Regions from separate parts of the Zea mays genome. Here region 1 is linked to region 2. A link is a contact called in public Hi-C data. All regions are on one chromosome and are shown on one strand. The core of a region is the stretch at or near the end of the contact, and the rest is flanking DNA. Distances in the headings are between cores, read along the strand shown. Region 1 has its middle 34 kb from the start of LOC100381608. Region 2 overlaps LOC100191555.

What was found. A called contact is a pair of places that touch in the nucleus more often than the background predicts.
Region 1: a Hi-C map of leaf shows a contact between it and region 2, with 4 times the contacts expected there. The contact joins two enhancer-like sites. A contact is called at or near these places in 3 of 25 Hi-C or Micro-C datasets (ear, leaf and tassel).

Annotation. Positions count from the first base shown.
Region 1 is chr5:45,879,863-45,885,560 of Zm-B73-REFERENCE-NAM-5.0, reverse strand. No RefSeq gene overlaps it. Among protein-coding and RNA genes, the nearest start is that of LOC100381608, 34 kb to the left of the region's middle. Within about 2 kb of position 2,125, at least 17 of the 20 cell types and tissues checked have an H3K27ac peak or open chromatin away from gene starts, as enhancers often do. A contact at or near this core is called in leaf, where this site is marked.
Region 2 is chr5:45,676,403-45,682,265 of Zm-B73-REFERENCE-NAM-5.0, reverse strand. LOC100191555 reads right to left here. Exons shown (of 3, transcript NM_001294148.1): 3 at 2,927-3,212. Among protein-coding and RNA genes, the nearest start is that of LOC100191555, 7.6 kb to the right of the region's middle. Within about 2 kb of position 2,910, at least 4 of the 20 cell types and tissues checked have an H3K27ac peak or open chromatin away from gene starts, as enhancers often do. A contact at or near this core is called in leaf, where this site is marked.

The DNA.
Region 1 (5,698 bases), core at 876-3,375, 200 kb before region 2:
TATGGAACTTGATATGTATAAATCTGTGTATGCAATCTGTGTATAATCTGTGTATAATCTGTGTATTGAATCTGTGTTTGAAAATTCTGTATATGAATCTGTATATTGAAAACTGCCTGTGATTTATATTGTATGCAGTCGGACTTATATTAAAAACCGCCTGTGATCAGGGCCGTACCTGGGGGTGGTCGAGCCGGGCGGTCGCCCAGGGCCCCCAAAATGTTGGGGCCCCCACTCACGTATATATTTAAGTATAGTACTTGCTGATTTAATCAGCCTAAACAAACAACGTTCGCTTTGTTAGTTGACCGGTCCAAATAAGTAAAGGCATGTTTGGTTTGAGGGACTAAAGATTAGTCACTCCATTTTAGTCTCATTTATGCGTTTGGTTACGAGACAGCCAGGATAGGGACGTCCCCTGACGTCCTCTCTCGTCCCTCCAATTTTGAGGGATAACTGGGACAAATCTAGGATAGTCCAGTCCCAACCCTTGACCCAGAACCAAACAACTTTATTAGAGGGATCGTCACGTCGCCTAAGTCAAGCTACGATCACGTTCACGTCATCTTATGATCCATTTAATACATTTTGAATATTTTTAGTCCCTATAACCAAATAGGATATGGACTAAACTTTAGTCTCTTAACTAAACTTTAGTCCCTGGACTAAAGTACCAAACGGGGCCTAAGTCAAGCTACGATCACGTTCACGTCTCTACTATATTAAAATACCATTTTTTCTTGTTCCATGATTTCCACCATCATTGTGCATTCTATATTTAAATGAAAAATGTTAAACTTATGTATAATGAGGATTCAAACCATGGTTGTTGGCTTTAAACCAACATTTACACTCACTTAGCCAATAGAACACATATGTCTTTATGTTTTATATTCTATACTTAATCGTAAATAGAAACCGTAGCAATGTACCAACACTTTACTAGCATACGGTATATGTCATTTCCTATTTCCAAATTGCCCTAATTCCAGCCAAGTAATTACGGTTATATGAGATCCAAGCTACGATTACATCAACATATATAGTTATATCATGTCATCAAGATTGAAATAGTATACATCGATATTAATAACATACTCAATGTCTTTGTATCAAATAATGTTTGAAGAAACTTTATAAGATGATCCAATATGCCAAGTAAGTTTTATTAATTTAGTTAATAGTATTTTTAACCTTTCAACATATATGTTTATAATAATAATTATATATATGCATATTATATATATTTATGAGTTAAAAGGGTCTACTTATAAGTTTTCGCCCAGGGCCCCCGAAATGTCAGGAACGGCCCTGCCTGTGATGTGTGGCTAACACAAGCGGCTAGGATAAGAAACCGTCTGTGATGTGTGTCTATCACAGGCGGTTCCTTTAAACTGGATCGCCTGTAATGTGTGTCTATCACAAGCGGTTTTTGATTGAACGCCTGTGATGTTGTTTTACATCACAGGCGGTGCACCACAAGCGGTTCCTGGAACCGCCTGTGTAGAGGCTAACCAAACCGCCTGTACAGAGGTTTACTGTAGTAGTGTACAGGTACATGGCTAGATCCTGTGTGCCGTCCCTTAGTCAATGCATCTAGAGAGTCTGGATGAACAAGCGACACCGAGTATACATAGTATTGGTTGGTATGCGGTGTGAATATGTGCTTGCCCGCATACTCCACGAGACCACGACCACAGCTTTGCCGTTTATGGACCGGACGGTTCATCCTTCATGTTTGTTGGGCAATCAGCATTATATTTAAAATTTTCAGGGTCTAGTTAGTAATCTAGAATTAGTTAATCAAAAAGCGATCGGATGTTTGGATCACTGAATATTTATTTTAAAAATAATTACACATTAAGAAAATAATCAGTTAATCAATATTATAAGAAAAAAATTAGCTAATCAAATAGTAATAGCAAGCACATTTAACAAAGGCTCGAGGAAGACGAGGAATTCGGCCCAGGGGCCAGGGCACTCCATTGCCCGCGCGGCGTTTCTGTGTGGGCGCCGCATGGGGATGGATGGCGCTTTGCGTTGCGTGCATGGAACGGCTGCGTGCGTGGGCCCCGCGGGCCTCTGCCTCACTCTCTTTTCCCAAAAAGGCAGCCGGAAATGCTAACAAATCTCCACGGATCGTTTACGACCCTGACGTGTGGTGCCCGCTCGAACCTGGGCCCGCGTGATCAGTGCCGTAGTCAAGTCACGGCATATATATTTCCGTGATGATGATTGATGCAGCCAGCCAGCCAGCCAACACATCCAACTTCTCTAAATTTCTCATGCTATATCTAGCATGGTCTCATCCTATATTTATCTATCTGTAGCGATTTGTTCTACATGGTCTCTCTAAACCATATCATACTAATAAAATTTATTTTCAGGTTTTTTTTATAATTTTGGGTCCGTAGCGATTTACTCTATATGGTCTCTCTAAACCATATCATACTAATAAAATTGAATTTCAGGTCGCCCGAAATAAGCCTGACACGTTTAAGTAATTACTCCCTCCGTCCCAGTAGATAAGGCGTAACCACCTCTGGTTTAAATACCAAGAAATGTACTTAATTGTCTCTATACCACATCGATGTACGTATGCATGGAGAGAGCACGCCTTATATTGTGGGACAAGAACAAAAAATTGGTTATGCCTTATATCCTAGGACGGAGGGAGTACGTGCCAGGAAGAGGGCTAAGCCCATGGGTCGGGTCGACACGACCCGAAATAAATTCAGGCTTGATCGGACAACCCGAATGTACACATGTATTTCTCCCTGACATATGCCTACGAAAACAAAAATCCTCACTCCCCTTCCTTTCTTCTACAAAGCTCCACCAGCAAATCTTGAGAAGATGCTCGCTGCTTTCTGATGCTCGACCTAGACACCACTACCATCACACCCTCCCCCCATTTCCTTTCCCGGAATCATGGACCGGAGAGCAAAGAGAGAGATTCAGAGCGACGTGTGATGGAAACATCTACTTGGCGAAGATCCTTGTGGACCTGGACCACGACCCCGACGACGCTCTCCCGCTCCATGCCCAAGCTCGTCTGCACGCTCGATAGGGCATCCGACATCCTCTGCGTTGTGATGGCACGTCAAGCAAGATGTAGAGCTGAGACGCACTATCCCTTGCCCCGGCTCCTCCCCCTGTGTTAATAGCCCGACACCTGTCACACCCAGATTTAAGGGCAAACCTAAGCACGAATCAAATGTGTGTTAGGATCAAGTCTCACACATATGATGACTCATGGTACAGAAATGAATACCACATCTTTATTATATAATAGGAGTTCTGTACAAAATAGCTAAATAATTACATCATATGACGAAAACGATCCTCCGCGACTGTCACACCTAATTTTAGAAGGCAAACCGAATGCGAACCATGTACATGCCAGGATCAACAATTCACGTACACAACAATTACATAACCAGATATCATCACACAGTGCTCAAATAAGAACATAAAGAAGGTAATGGTTTGATTACATCACGATATCCGAGACATCCACGGAGTCTTAAACATAGACCAAAGTGCAGAAACGAAACGTAGTAATACACGACCTTCACATGCAGCCGACTAGGGGTTTGCCGCTAACCCACGCCTAGAACTCGTCATAGTCTTGGAACTCTTGGAAATCCTCCATCATGATTTCATCTTCTCCTGAGCAGGGGTTGCAATGTGGACAACTTAGTGTTTTAGTGTTTTAAGCATGGGTGAGTACACATCAACGTACTCAGCAATTGTCCCATTTAGCTAAAGTGGACTAGCTGTATGTGGGGTGAAGCTCAGAGCGATTCTTTTAGTTGGTCAGGTAATTATTACTAGTAGAGAGCCAGGTTTTAGCATTAAACCCAAGTTATTAACCCAAAGGTACTCCTTCCAAATGGAAAGAACACAAAAATCCATAATAATAATCATCACCATTAAAACCACTATTATCCTTATCATCTCTAAACATAGTATCTCTAATCAAAGGAGCTCCCAAGGCCGTTCATAACCATGAGCACGACTGATATATCAGTTTCATAACACTCTGTAAAGGTTGCACACTTTACCTACGAGCCGTGATTCCCAATCTGCCCGAGGATCATGACTCCCCATTGATCACTCCCAAGGTGAACTAACAATGTCTCACTACAAAGCCTTTACAAAGATCCTCTGAGATGTAGCCACCCATTAGGTTTCCTAAATGTACCGCACTCCTCCCCAAGGGGCAAACCACCATCGGCAGAGCGAGACGTATACACCGAACCCCATTGACGGCATGACGGCGAAGCAAACTACACCTTAGTTCCTCTAATTAATCAGCTAAGGGCGTCCCATTCCACCCTCGTGGTTGTACTGTTTTCCCGGGTGGTCATCCAACAAACCAGTCCTTATGGAGAGGCACTCGAGAAACTACGCGAGCCCCCTTAATTATCACAATGCCATCATCATTTCCAAAAGTAAACCGCGTATCATAAATAATCTCATCATATTTATTGATTAACGTGATGCGCTAGCATAGAGCTAATCTAGAAATAATCCAAGCCAAATAGGTAAACAAGGACATGATAAACAAAGACTAGTCAATCCTTAGGTATAAATTATGTAAATGTGGGGAGATGAATTATAAAATGTATAAGACATATATAGGTTAGATGATACTTGCCTTCACCAACCAGCTGCTGCTCAGGGTCTTCGCCTACAACTTCTTCGGATTCCACCAACGGACTGTTATCTATACGAGTTCAAACATGCATTCCACATTCTTAACATTGAAATAAACAATACATCACACAATAAAATATAACAACTAAACAGATGTGTGGCGCAAAGCTCGCGTCTACGACTATGCGAGAAAAGAAACTACGACGGTCGAAGCTACAACCGAGAGACATAGCGATTAAATTAAGCAGCTATGGATTAAAATACTTATCTCAACATAATTATATTAGTTGATATTCGTGCAACGCGTAAATAAAATTAGCACTAGATCTTAATTAGTTCGGTACTTGATCAATTGTTGTTACACTACACACTTAAATTAATATACGCGACCTTAGGTGAATTAAAAGGATTTTCGCGTAGCGAAGCGCGTGACACAACGCACGACTCAAACGAAAATTTAAAAAGATTATCGCACGGCGAAGCGCGCCACACAATGCGTGACTCAAATGGAATTAAAAAGGATTATCGTGCGACGAAGCGCGTGACAATACACGTGATTTAAACGAAATTTAAAAACGATTGTCACACAACGAAGCGCGCGACACAACGCGTGACTCCAATGAAGATTTTAAACACGACGATGCGCGCTGGGGCTGCGCGCACGGGCTACCCGGGGAAGGCGCCACGGGCAGGGCCACGCGTGCGCTTGGGGAGCGGCCGTCCAGGGGCACCGCATAGGGGGAGGAAGGGAGGAGAGATAGGGGAGGGGAAGCTCACCATGGGCTCGACGGACGGCAGCAACCGCTCACCGGAGATCCACACCAGGGTAGGGAGAGAGGTGGAAGAGGGAGAGGGTGGTTACTCTCTTCCTAGTTCATGGGTGCGTGGGAAAAGGAGTGGGGGAGGGGGGCACATATGGGGGGCAGGGGCGACTGGGCTGCGCGCCCAGGGCCGGGTTGGGTCGTGACGCGGGACGGGACGGGACGCCGGGCCAGGCCGAGTCGGGATCACTGCACCACTACTCGATCTCACCTGC
Region 2 (5,863 bases), core at 1,661-4,160:
GGGAGAGCGGCTGTCGAGCGAGGGAACCTCCATGGGGAAGGAAAACGAAGAACTAGGTTGAAAACAATTGAAAAGTATCACCGGAAAAGTAACCTTCGCCGGAGCCGAGGAGAAAATAGTCGATTGACGGAGATTCGGGGGTCCGATCGACGAACCGAACGCACCGAGACGAAGCCCTCGACGAGACAAATACAGTGGTGCCCACAGATTCCACAGATGATGCACGGATTGGGAGTAATTGCTCGCTGAAGTTGGAACCACTCCGAACTTCGGCGAGCAATTCCGGGAGCTGGGAATTGAATATGAGAAAATGGTTTCATGCTCTGAAACGTGCTCAACGAGGAGAAGTCGGGCATATATATAGGGTTCGGACGAGATGAAAATTCGGGTCAAATTCGGATTTTACCATTTATAAAATTCATAAAAGCCTAGAAATCTATATTTTGTGCTCAAAATATTGTAGATGCTTCCAAAAATTCTAGAAAAAAATCCTATAAATGTTTTGGCACCTAATGAACTCAAAAAACATATTTAGAGTTTCTAAAAACATTTTTAAGTATCTCAAACAAATAGATTTTGGCTTCCGGAAAATAAAAAAATATTTCGAAAAATATGAAAAATCTACCGAGAGCTTCTATAGGATATACTTACATGTTTCAAACAGATTTTGCACTTAGAAACATCGTGCAACTGCACAAATGCAACAACCAAAGTGTCTCAACGGCTTATTCCACTAGGCTTATGCTAATATAAAACAAAATAATTCTCCATTTTTAGGAAAAGAGAGGGAAAGCAAAGAAATGAGAGAGTAACACCTGAATTTGTTGGATGAGAAAAGAAATTTTATACCCCAAATTTAAAGTGTTACACTGTGTCTATGTATTGTCCATCTATTTATAGGGACGAGCTCGTATACAACTATGTGTCATAGCCTTGAACCTTGTACCTATAGCTACGAAAACGGTTAGTGGTAGCATCTTCATTTCTTCCCGAAATCGTGGTGCATGCATTGGTGGGTCCCTTCTTTACCCGCTTTGGATTAAGATCGTGAAGTCGAAGCTATTCTTTTCTCTTTGGCTTATATCGTCGAGATGAAGTTCCAGAACAAAGATTGTATTCCTTATTCCTTCGACAGGAGAAGGCCCCCAACAAGAGGTAGAGACGAGTAAGATGTTGAAGATAGCCTAATAATCTATTTTTATGTCTGTTTTACTTTTGGTATATTGAGCATGTTTGCTTTGACAAGGGTACCTGACCGGTCAGCCCCTGAGGCGGTTGGTTTCCTAACGTGACAGGCCACTCAGCTAAGGATATATACCACTATGTTTTGAGGTTTCTAGAGGTAAGTAAAAAATATAAATAAATCATATTTTCGTCAAGTTATATCTTTGATATGGTTATTTAAGTTTAAAGATCAGCTTCACTTTTACAATCATCATTATTCGTTAATGAGCCGTGTTTTAAGAAGTTTTTAAGAAATAACATACAAAACTTATATGCACTCCATTATATCAATGTATATGTCTTAGATGTCTTTTTAAATTTGAATAACCATACCCCTATATCTGATTTATATAACTAAGTAAATGATGTATATACCTAAGTAAACACGTCCAACATGCATATACCGATCAAGCAAACAAGCCATGCGTGTACCGACTCACTTAGCCCACACATGCGTTGCTTGTTAAGGAACCTTTTTATGAAGGGTTAAACCAGATGCTAACAAATTCTTCTAGATGATGTCTTTAATTTGCGCTTGTTATATATAATGGAGTGTTTGGAGCAAACTATTTTTGAAGTTTTGAGGTAAAACCATGTTATTGGATAATACCATAGTATTTTTGCCAAAAGGTGTTTGGCTACGTGGTACAAAACTCTATTTTGAATATGATGATTTTGTAGATAACATAGTATTTTTGGAGTATTTGAAACTCTACTCCAACCCAAAGTTTTGTCTATGACTAGCCTTGCACATGTATACTCAATATCATGGTTTAAGATACTTTGTCTCTAAACACGTATTGCTAAGAGTGATGGAAAAATACTACGGTTGTGTCATGACATCTTAAAACCGTAGTATTCTAAACCTATAGTTTTAAAATATTTTTCTTCCAAACACACCCTAAATGATAGTATGCACTATGCTTTAGGCTTTGTTTGGGTTGGCTTTAGCTCCAAAAAATTTGGAGTCGGTAGAGCAAGATCAATAGCTACTCTAGTAAATTGTGATTTTATTTATTATTTAAATATAAACCCTAAAACCTTTAGATTAAATAAGTTATTCTATTTGTTATTTAAATTAAAATGTTTTTGAAATCATTTAAATTTATATTATAAAACTACAGCTCCCGAAACATGTAGGAGTCACAAACACCAACTTAATTTCTTTAATTCACTCACGTTCCTTACACTCGGATCAAGAAGCAAGCGGAACACCAATATTTATTATAAAAAGCTTATTTTTCTAAACTCAACCGGAGCGTCTGGCTTCATAGGGCATAGAGAACAAACAAGTGGTTCAAATCGTTTGCTTAAATTCTCAAAAATCTCATCGTTCCGCTTAGAAATGCTTTATTCCAAATTGATTTTCAAAGATAGAATAATATATCATACTTCAATAAGGCTGAATTTATAGGGCCATTTGTCCTAATTTATAATTCGTTTAATTTTTTTACTAAATTTGGTTTACCTTATTTAATATTTTAGAAAAAACAAAAAAAAAATTGAAGTCATATTAACCACAGTAAAATTAATAATAATTATTAAAAAAGTCAAACATAAGGTTAAAAGGTCAAACGATTGGGAGGGATTGAATAAAAAAAATTCGGTATTTTTGTACTAGCCGGGAAGGACGTCGTTATCCAGCAACGTCGTTATCTGGTTACAATGTACTAGTTAATCCACTGATAACGACGTTGTAACAGTCAACAGCAACCAATGATGCCTTTCGTATCCTTGCAGAGCAAAGATGCAGTGGAAAAGTGAAAACAAAAGCACCGTCTGGATAAGCGGTATTTGAAGAACAAGGCAGACAACGAGTTTCAATCTGACGATTTGCTCAATTACACAGCTCGACGACAACATGTACGCTCACAGAATGTTTTCTTGGACAAGATTTTATTTGAAGTCTATCAGCAGCTTAAGATGTAAAAGACGAACTACCACAGTTCCAGGCTACTTCATTCAACTCAATGGAAGGGTCAGATCACCTGCATATAAGAATAAGACAAGACTGATGTAGTTACTCATGTAGTTCAATACACAATGGCTATTTAACGTTGCTTGCTTATTCCATAAGTGATTTCTATAGATACGCAAGGATTGTGATGATAGATACAACAATAAAGCATTTTGTCCAAAACTAGTTGAGGTGGGGTAGAGTTGAAACCCATCACACACTACAATTCAAGATTTAAATATGTGCATAGCTGTTTTTCATTCGCTCCTATTCAAGGCTAAACCTTTAGATATATTCTATTTTTAAAAGTCTTCTTTTAGTGTCTCTTCTCATGTCAACTTTGGTCTTCTCCAACCTCTTTTTCTATTACTATCGTGCTTTAGGATTCTACTATGCACTAATAACTCTCGAGCATTGTTATTAAAACATCGTTTAAACGAGAAAACATGTTTAAAAGTTGAAACGTCTGAACGTTTTAGGTTTAGGGCGTAGAACGTCCGTTTCAAGTGTTTAAACAACATTTAAGCGTCCAAATAGCGTTTTAGACGTTCTATCCGTCCTAGGCCTTTAGCATTTTCTAGGTCATTTCCTAGGCACTGCCCGCGCCCTCACTCCCTCAGCCAGCCGCCGCCGCTCTGCTCTCCTCTCCTCAGCCACAGCCGGCCGCCCTCTTCTTCAGCGCCAGGCGCCGCTCTCCTCTCCTCTCTCCTCTCCTAAGCGACAGCCAGCCACCGCTCTCTCCTCTCTCCTCTCCTCAGCCAGGCAGCCAGCCGCTGCTCTCTGGTGCCCTCAGCAGCCCAGCGCCCCAGCCGCTGCTCTCTGGCGCCCACAGCAGCCCAGCCGGCAGCCGCTGCTCTCCTCAGCCAGCAGACCATATTGGTGAGTACTGATTTTGTGCAACCATATTGCCCACCAGTGGATCAATCATTCAAGCTCTATTTGCGCAACCAAGTTGATGAAGCTATTGGTGCATCTGCACATCTCAGAGGTCGTAATTTTCCTAGGAGAGCTGCTGGTGGGTGTGTGAGAAGGAATGAAGACCTTGAGGAAGAGAAGACTAATTTAGCAAATGAAGATGACGAGGATGAGGAATATATTCTTGATGATCTTGATGTGGAAGATAAAATTGAAGGAAGCAATAGTGAAAAAGATGGTGATGATCAAGGTGTGGATGCTCATGGTCTTCATATTAATGAGTTCGATGATGGTTACTGATCATGCATAAAAGTTGTAACTTATGTGGTTGAACTTGTGTTGTTGAACTTGATCTGTTTCTTTTTATGCTATTTGGTTTGTGAACTCAACTTATGTACGAACTTATTCTATATTTGAATTTCTATGTCAAGTCTGAAAAGACGTTTTAACATTCGTTTAAAAGTTAAAAGTTAGTTCATAATGTTTTAACGTTTTACCGCTTTAATAACCATGCTCTCGAGGTCTTCGTTGGACATGTCCAAACCATCTCAATCAATGTTGGCCAAACTTTTCTTTAACTGGTGCTACCTCTAGCTCTAGCTTATTATTATATCATCGTTAAGATAGTAATACCTTCTTTCTTTTTTATGTGTGAGAACATTACAGAAGATATAATAGAAAATGATGTCCATATTAAAAATTAATAGTATTTTATACTATTCAGATCAAACTCAAGAATCAAACAAATGCTATATAAAATGATACAAAGATGCTCTTCATTCTTCTAAAAAGAATTATCTAGACAGCATGCACAGACTTTGAACTTTTGGAGTTGTATGATTGTATAATGTTTCCCAATCTTTTCACCTATTCACAAATTAGTAATGAGTATTTTCAGCCATTCAATTTGTCATTAGCCCTGATCACCCGTTCAAACCTGGTACTAATAAAGCAGTAGTTTAACAAATCTTTAGATATAACACCACTCTGAAGGCAGTCTTGCATAGTTTCATGTAATCACTGTTCTAGGCTGAATTAGGCCCCCTTTAGAATACAGGAACTTCAGAGTAATCTTACAGAAATTTCACAGGAATCAATTTATTTTCGCAGAAAAAAACACAGGAAATAGGGAAAATTCCCGCATTCCAAAGGGGGCATTAGTTGGGAGGTAACCAGGATACATCTATTTTGTTGCATCAGAGTAAAGATGTTTAAGTTATACCAGCACAAATAGTAAGTTGAGTCAACCTCTCATAAAAATCTATGGAAAACAGGCATAGAAAGTAACTTAAGATCAGAAATTCAACAGATGGAATTACTAGTTGACTGCAGACTGCTGCCACTACTAATGGCAACAACGAAGAAATTAGATTTTTAACTCAGATGTGATGCATAACTTGGGCCCAGGCATGCAACGCCTAACAGGCTAACACCAGTATACCACTGATGCCATCTTCACATGTATCCAGTTCCCTTCACAATCCAAGTATATGTAATATGATAGCACAAAGACATAAACCATTTGCTAGAGGACATGAGAATTCATGCTCAGCAAGTGAAAATCCTTACAAATACTTAAATGGAAAAGGCAATTCACATGCAGAGACAACTGAAAATCTTCCTGTGTTTATCGTTGCCAGTTAGCTTTCATTCTATTATTATATTCCATTTCTCTACTTCTGGTTATCCCTTCTAGGTGACTACTGCATCTGTGACGTACTCACAGCCCTAACTAGGAGGGAGCTGCTGCTGCTGGAGGGGGCGCGT